Regions from separate parts of the Rattus norvegicus genome. Here region 1 is linked to region 2. The links are chromatin contacts, called in public Hi-C maps. All regions are on one chromosome and are shown on one strand. Each heading gives the region's core, a stretch centred on a gene start, on an enhancer-like site or on the middle of the called end of the contact. The rest is flanking DNA. Distances are from core to core; before and after follow the strand shown. Region 1 holds the start of Ehd4 (EH-domain containing 4). Region 2 holds the start of Mapkbp1 (mitogen activated protein kinase binding protein 1).

What was found. Hi-C and Micro-C count contacts between places; a contact is called where the count stands out from the background.
Region 1: a contact with region 2 is called in a Hi-C map of psoas muscle, with 2.3 times the contacts expected there. The contact joins the promoter of Ehd4 here to the promoter of Mapkbp1 in region 2. A contact is called at or near these places in 2 of 12 Hi-C or Micro-C datasets (mammary epithelial cells and psoas muscle).

The regions. Positions count from the first base shown.
Region 1 is chr3:127,574,071-127,577,170 of GRCr8, reverse strand. It overlaps Ehd4 (EH-domain containing 4), which reads left to right and starts at 1,408. Exons shown (of 6, transcript NM_139324.2): 1 at 1,408-1,664. The coding sequence starts at 1,429.
Region 2 is chr3:127,400,064-127,403,399 of GRCr8, reverse strand. Mapkbp1 (mitogen activated protein kinase binding protein 1) reads right to left here and starts at 1,788. Exons shown (of 31, transcript NM_001108589.1): 1 at 1,523-1,788. The coding sequence starts at 1,639.

The sequences.
Region 1 (3,100 bases), core at 159-2,658, 170 kb before region 2:
TTGGGACCTTCACATCCACCATCTAAAATTTAGAATCATTTTGTTAATTTTGACTAAAATAAAAACCTGCTGAAGATTGCATTGAATGAATTGGGGGACGTTTTGTATCTTACTGTTGAGTCTTCTGGTCCATGAATATGGTATGGGCAGTATATTTAGGCCTCCATTTCTCTTAGAAATATATTTTGATTCTCAGCATATAGATCTGGTACATTCGATTTAGATTTAGCTCTAAACATTTCTTAGTTTTGGTGCTATTCCAAGGCATGCAGATTTCTTCTTGAATGTCCAATTGTTGTTTCTAGCATGGTTCTAGCTTGTTCTTGAAGCCAGAAACCTCACTAATAAATTGACCTCCTAGAGACAGCAGCTTTCTGTCTGGATATACATGGCTTATTCATTTGCCTACTGAAGGCCATCTTGATTGTTTCCAAGTTCTAGTGATGAACAAAGCTGTCATAAACACCCTTTCACTGCATTGGCAACATCTGAGCGATCTTTAAAAAGCAATTTTACAACTACTTGCTGAATCAGCTCTGCATTTCCCCCAAGTTAAAGAAATAATTCATAAATGATCTTTCTTCAGACTTTATGCAGACGAGAATCATCTGCAGGCATTTGTTGAGCTGCATCTTTCAACATTTTATTTGGTAGGTCTGTAGCAAGAACCGAGATCTGTATTTTAACAAGCCTCGGGTTATTCCTTTGCAGCTGGCCTCATTGGCCACACTGAAAATGAGCTAACACTGTTTCTCGCTTAGGATACATAGGTGATTTCTACCAGTGTCTAGGAGAAAGAGGCCTTTACATGATCCAGAATTGAATGGAGGCAGGAGAAATGTCTACGCAAATAGTTGAAGTTCACTTTCTCTTCTTCAAATTTTGCCAATTATATCGGTGAGCCTGAGTATCTTCGACAGTAAACAGGGCACACCTGCCCCAGGAAAGGAACCTGTCTGTCAACTTTCTGAGTTTTCTGTCCCCAGTATCCACGTCCAAAGGCTTGGGATGAGTCGAGTTCCAGGAGGACGGCCTCCGGTGGTTCGTTCTTGCCAGCTCAGACTTGCCCGGAAGCCAACGCCACCTGGACAGAAGGATGTACAGGGGTAGACGAGTCTGTGTCACCCCGCCTGGACTACACCCTCTCCATGCCCAGCCCTCTAGACCGATGCCGTCATCAATAATTCAAGGCACGCCTTTCCATTGGCTAGAACCTCCACCGCTGGCAGACGCCCAATGAGGAAGGACCTGAGATCGCTTCTGAATAATGAGCGCGCTCCCGTGACGCAGCGACTGATGATTGGTCGTTGCGGCAGGGGGCGGGCCCGGGAGCGGGCGGTGGCGAGAGCTTCTCCGGCGCCTAGAGTGAGCGACGCGGTTCTAGGGTTCTGACTGAAGCGCGGTGGCGGCAAGTTGTCGGGCGGCGGCATGTTCAGCTGGATGGGGCGGCAGGCGGGCGGGCGCGAGCGCTCGGGCGGTATGGACGCGGTGCAGACGGTGACGGGAGGCCTGCGCTCACTCTACCAACGCAAGGTGCTGCCGCTGGAAGAGGCGTACCGCTTCCACGAGTTCCACTCGCCAGCGCTGGAGGACGCCGACTTCGAAAACAAGCCCATGATCCTGCTGGTGGGCCAGTACAGCACGGGCAAGACCACTTTCATCAGGTAACCTGCCTTGCCCGCACGCTCCCCCTCCGCTAGGGCACGGCCTGCCCTCAGGCTACACTCCGAGCTTGGTGGCCCGTCGCCTCCCCCGGCCCTAACCGGTTCCCGTTGCGCAAGGCTCCCCTGAGTCCGGCCCCCAGCGCATTGCGAGCCCCTTTCTTGCTGTTGCCAAGGCCTTCCTTGAGCCTGTCACCCTGACCTGGGAGTGCAGGAAAGGGAGAGAGGTCAAGACTCATCATTAGCGCAGCCTGGGACTGAAAGTGATAATGAAGGTATGCGTCTCCTAGGTGGAGAGGTAACCTTCCAGCACAGTGATGATGAATGAATGAGTGAACGAAGGAATGAGTGAACGCCACAGTGGGAGTACTGCCAAGCCCTTAGGTGCCAAGTTCCGCCACAACAGCTGCTACCTTCAGCTTTATTATCTATAGGAAGTTAGCCTACTGTGTAGCTGCCTCACCAGCCTGTGGAATGAAGGGGAGTGTCAAGTTACTGTTTGTTAGTTTCCATTTCTTCACCCTTGACAAACTGAAAATATTTGTCACAGTCGCTCTGTCTCCAGAAGCAATAACCGGCTTGCCCTGCAGTTCCAATCATATAGCTTCCTTTGAAGTAACTCAACGAGAAATAATTTACAATGAAACGGGCTGCTTTTTAAATAAGGCGTCTATTTCCCTATCTTTGGGAAGATTCGTTTTTTGTTTTTTTTGTTTTTGTTTTTGTTTTTTTTTTTTTTTCTGAGTTCAGACCCCTATTGCTCGAAGCGAAGTGACTGAACATTTAAGGTTTGGATCCAGAGTTTTGGAATCAGAACACTCGCCATCATTTGATATTCAACAGGTGTTCAGAAAACTGCATCTGTCTGGGGTACATGCCATTTCGGTTAAATTTGACATCTTTTTTTCCCCTCCTATGAACAAATAGAAAAGTTGTTACTACAAGAAATATGTTAAAGCCAGGTCCTGCGGATACAGTGTGAATGAACTCAACAAAGAAAATACACTGTAGTTTTTGAAATGTGAACAAAGAGAGGGGGGAAACAATGCTGGAATTGTTTCATTTGATGCTGTTTAATGAGCTGAAAACAGTGTTGAATATGCTACCTCAGGAGTGAACCTAGATACATTACAGTAACTGGCTCCTTGAAAGATGGCAAGGGGCTAATTGTGATGATGCTTGCCTGTAATGCCAGGATTGGAGAAGCTGGGGTACCTAAGGCAATCTAGGATAGCCTGGACTAGACAACAGAAGACCCAGTCTTCAAAACAACAGCAGTAAGAACAGCAAAAATCCCTAAGAAACAAAAACAAAGTAAATGCCAAACAGATGGTACACTAAGGTCTTGGCAGTAGGAATTATCAGGAGAGTATTACAAGTGTGAGGAGAGAACTTTTACCCTTAGAGCAATAAGAGTATAACATTGTTAAAATGGATTG
Region 2 (3,336 bases), core at 539-3,038:
ATAGGAACAATTATTAATAAGAACCCTTGAAAGGGGCACTAATTCTGCCACTATAAAGTATGTGGCAAATTTTAATTCAATAGAATCCCTGCTAGAATATACAGGGAAGCTGTTCACCTTACCAAAGCTCTGTTAAGGGACCCAGTAACTCTTCCCAGAACTCTGGTCATGCTGTACATTAGACTCTAGATCTTCCTGAAACAGAGTCCCAGGCAAGGCAACAATATGTTGCTGTCTCTAAGGACTGTGCCCTTGGCAATCCTGTACCACAAAGAGTTACTATGTTTATAGGCTGCTAATAAGACACAAAACCTAATCTGATCCTGTGGGAACAATGTTCAAGATTCTCTCAAGGGATTAAGTAAATGTATTCTATTTTTGTATGCCCCAAATTGTGGCAATCCTCAAAACTGAATAAAGCATGAACTGGGTGTCAGAAATCCCAGCACTCAGGATGCTGTGGCAGGATTTGTAGTTTGAACCCTTCCAGGGCTATGTAACCAGAGCCTGCCACAAAACCAAACAAACAAATACAAAACAAGCATAAGGACCAAAACCCAGACATGTAAGAATGGACGATGAGCATCTGCCCAGAAAAAGGATGCTGGCACACAATAATCAGAACGAGCAGTGCTGCAGGGACCAAGACCAAGAGAGCTGTCTTTGTGGAACACACGTGGCTCCTTCACATTACCACGAGAAACCAAGAAGTTCCAGTGAAATCAATTTAAGTATCTGAAAGAGATTAAACCACTTTACATTTATTTCTTCCCCTGCATGTGTGCAAGCACATGTGGAAGTCAGAGAAGTACTTCCAAGAGCTGTTTTACACCTTGTGGGTCTAAGGAATCCGAACCAGACCAGGCTTGTTGGCAAAGGTCTTTACCAACTAAACCATCTTGCCAGTTCAATCTTCTACATCTTCTTTGGACAGGTTGGGTCTCACTATGTGGCCCTGGGTCTCCTGAAAATTGTTATATAGACCACACTGATTTTGCCTCTGACTAGTACTGGGATTACAGGCATGCGTCACCAAGCTTGTCATAAAACTGTTTTGCTCTCTTAGATGAAGTGTATTAGTGTATTTCTTTTTGCTACTACAGTCTGACATTATAACCCCAACTGTTACACTAATACATTAGTCAGAGCTAGGTCCTTTACAGAATATGTGATTTCACTGTCCTCTTCCAAGAAGAGAAACTGAGTCATAAAATGTCAACCTGCTTCCCCAAGCACACACTCAGTTTGAACTGAAGACCTGTTAAACCCAGGTTGCCTTCCTCCTATGCACTTCTTCAAGCCATGGTTGCGTCTCAGCCCACCCACGCCTGCTGTTGTTCTTCCAACCTCAAATCAGGTCGTGAACGATAAGCGTATATTATCTTTTAAAGTCAACAGAGGAATTTCATTTTCCCACCCCCACACCCCCACCCCCAAGAAAGAGAAAGGTTAGAAAGCAACGAAATGCAGGAGGGATGCAGGAGGGTAGAGTAGGTAAGAGGTGGCTTCGGAAAGGACTCACCTTGGAGCTGAGATCCTCTCTCCGGTTTCCTGCTTTACTTCTGCGTAATTTGATGGATGGAGACCGCAGCAAGTTCTTGATGCGGCTTGTAATGGTTGATCCTTCTCCAGCCATCATAACGAGGAACCCCTAAGGACAGTCCCTGGCCTGGCCTTAGGACTTGTCTCAACAGCGGTACTGCCTTCTCGCTCAACACGGCCTTCGGATAGTCACTTATACTGGCTTGAGATGGCAGAAGCAACCTTATCATCACAGTAGGTGTCTTCTGCTTGTCACCAACTCTTACTCTGGGCATTGCCCTGTGGTTTCCCACTCCCCATCCCCACACTATCTTGCTAGATTTTTTTACAGGGTGAGTACGACCCCTGGAGTGAAAAAATGTCAGGCCCACGCCAGCCAGAGGCGTTTAACTGAAGAACGGGATGGGCTAGTGACCAGTCTGGCGCTGGTTACAGCCCAAGTGTTCCCATGGTAACTGCGGTGTCCAAGGGAGGAGGCCTCCGAAGCCACCGGGCAAGGGGCCGAAGCACCGCGGTGGCCGCCGGGCTCGCGCTGGCCCGATCCAATGCGAGAGCCTCCCTCCCACACCCCAGTCTTGGGAGCTCGTTCTCAGCCCACCCACCCCACAGTCCACCGCCCACTCCAGAAACCCCTACAACTCGTCAGCGCCCCCGTTCGCTCGGGGCCCAGCTCACAGAGCCCTCGGGCATCGCGATCGACCGTTTCAGCTCCGCCGCGGCAGCCGCAGCAGTAGCTATGGTGGCACCAGGGGCTCAAAACGCGAACTAGGGCCTGGGCCGGGCTGTGCGCTGGGAGGGCGGGGCCTAGTGAAGGGGGTGCGGTCTGTGGCAGATCGGTTCCCGATTGGGCGGCTGGTGCCTAAAGGGGCGGAACCAAGGAATGAACCGTGAACGCAGAGGTCTCCGGATTCTGCACAGTATAATTGTGGGTACAGCTCTTAAAGGAAGGTCAAACGTAACATTGCTTTAGAATTGAGAGAACCCGGCCTTTTACGGTATTATCAGGCAAGGTCCTCTAGAGAACTTTGATAACCACGCCCCCAGACCTAAGGTTGATATTTGGTAGGCCTAAGAGATTACGGCTGAAATTTAATTCCCAACTCATAAAAAAAGGTTTGGGATGCTGCCAAAAGAACTCCTTTCCACTCCAAGTGCTGGGGTTTAACGCGGTTGGAATAGTTTCTGATTACAGCCAGCCTAACACAATGACTCACGCGTAATAACTCAATTCACACACTTTTGAACTTAATTTAAGTTAATGGTGAAAGATTCAAGCCTCCAAATAGAGCCTTAGGTGGGTTGTGAACAGAGAAAACAATTGAGTGCACCTATGATATAATCCATCATTTCCTTAGCCGTCAACGTCCTTATAGCACTTTATTAACAGCGTTAACACTATTTTGCTACTCCAGATCTTTTCTGTCTTTTCAAAAATTGCAAACACCCCTAGGGCTGAAACCGATATCAAAGCTTGTTGCTATCAGGTTTTTTGTTTGTTTTTGTTTTGCTTTTTCTTCTAGTTCATGGAGACAGGGGAAATAACACACACTCATGCTTCATAGATATGTAAGTTGGCTAGAATTTTTCATTTAATTACTACTTCAAGAAATTACCTTGGGGTTTGGGGAGCGCTGGACAGATGGATTGGTGATCAAGAGTGCTGGTTTCTTTTGCAGAAGACTCAGATTTAATTACCATCACCCTCTTGGCATATCACAACAGTTCCCAGGGATTTGTCTCCCTCTTTTGGCCTACCTCAAAAGCACCTAGCAAAACACCCATACACATATAATT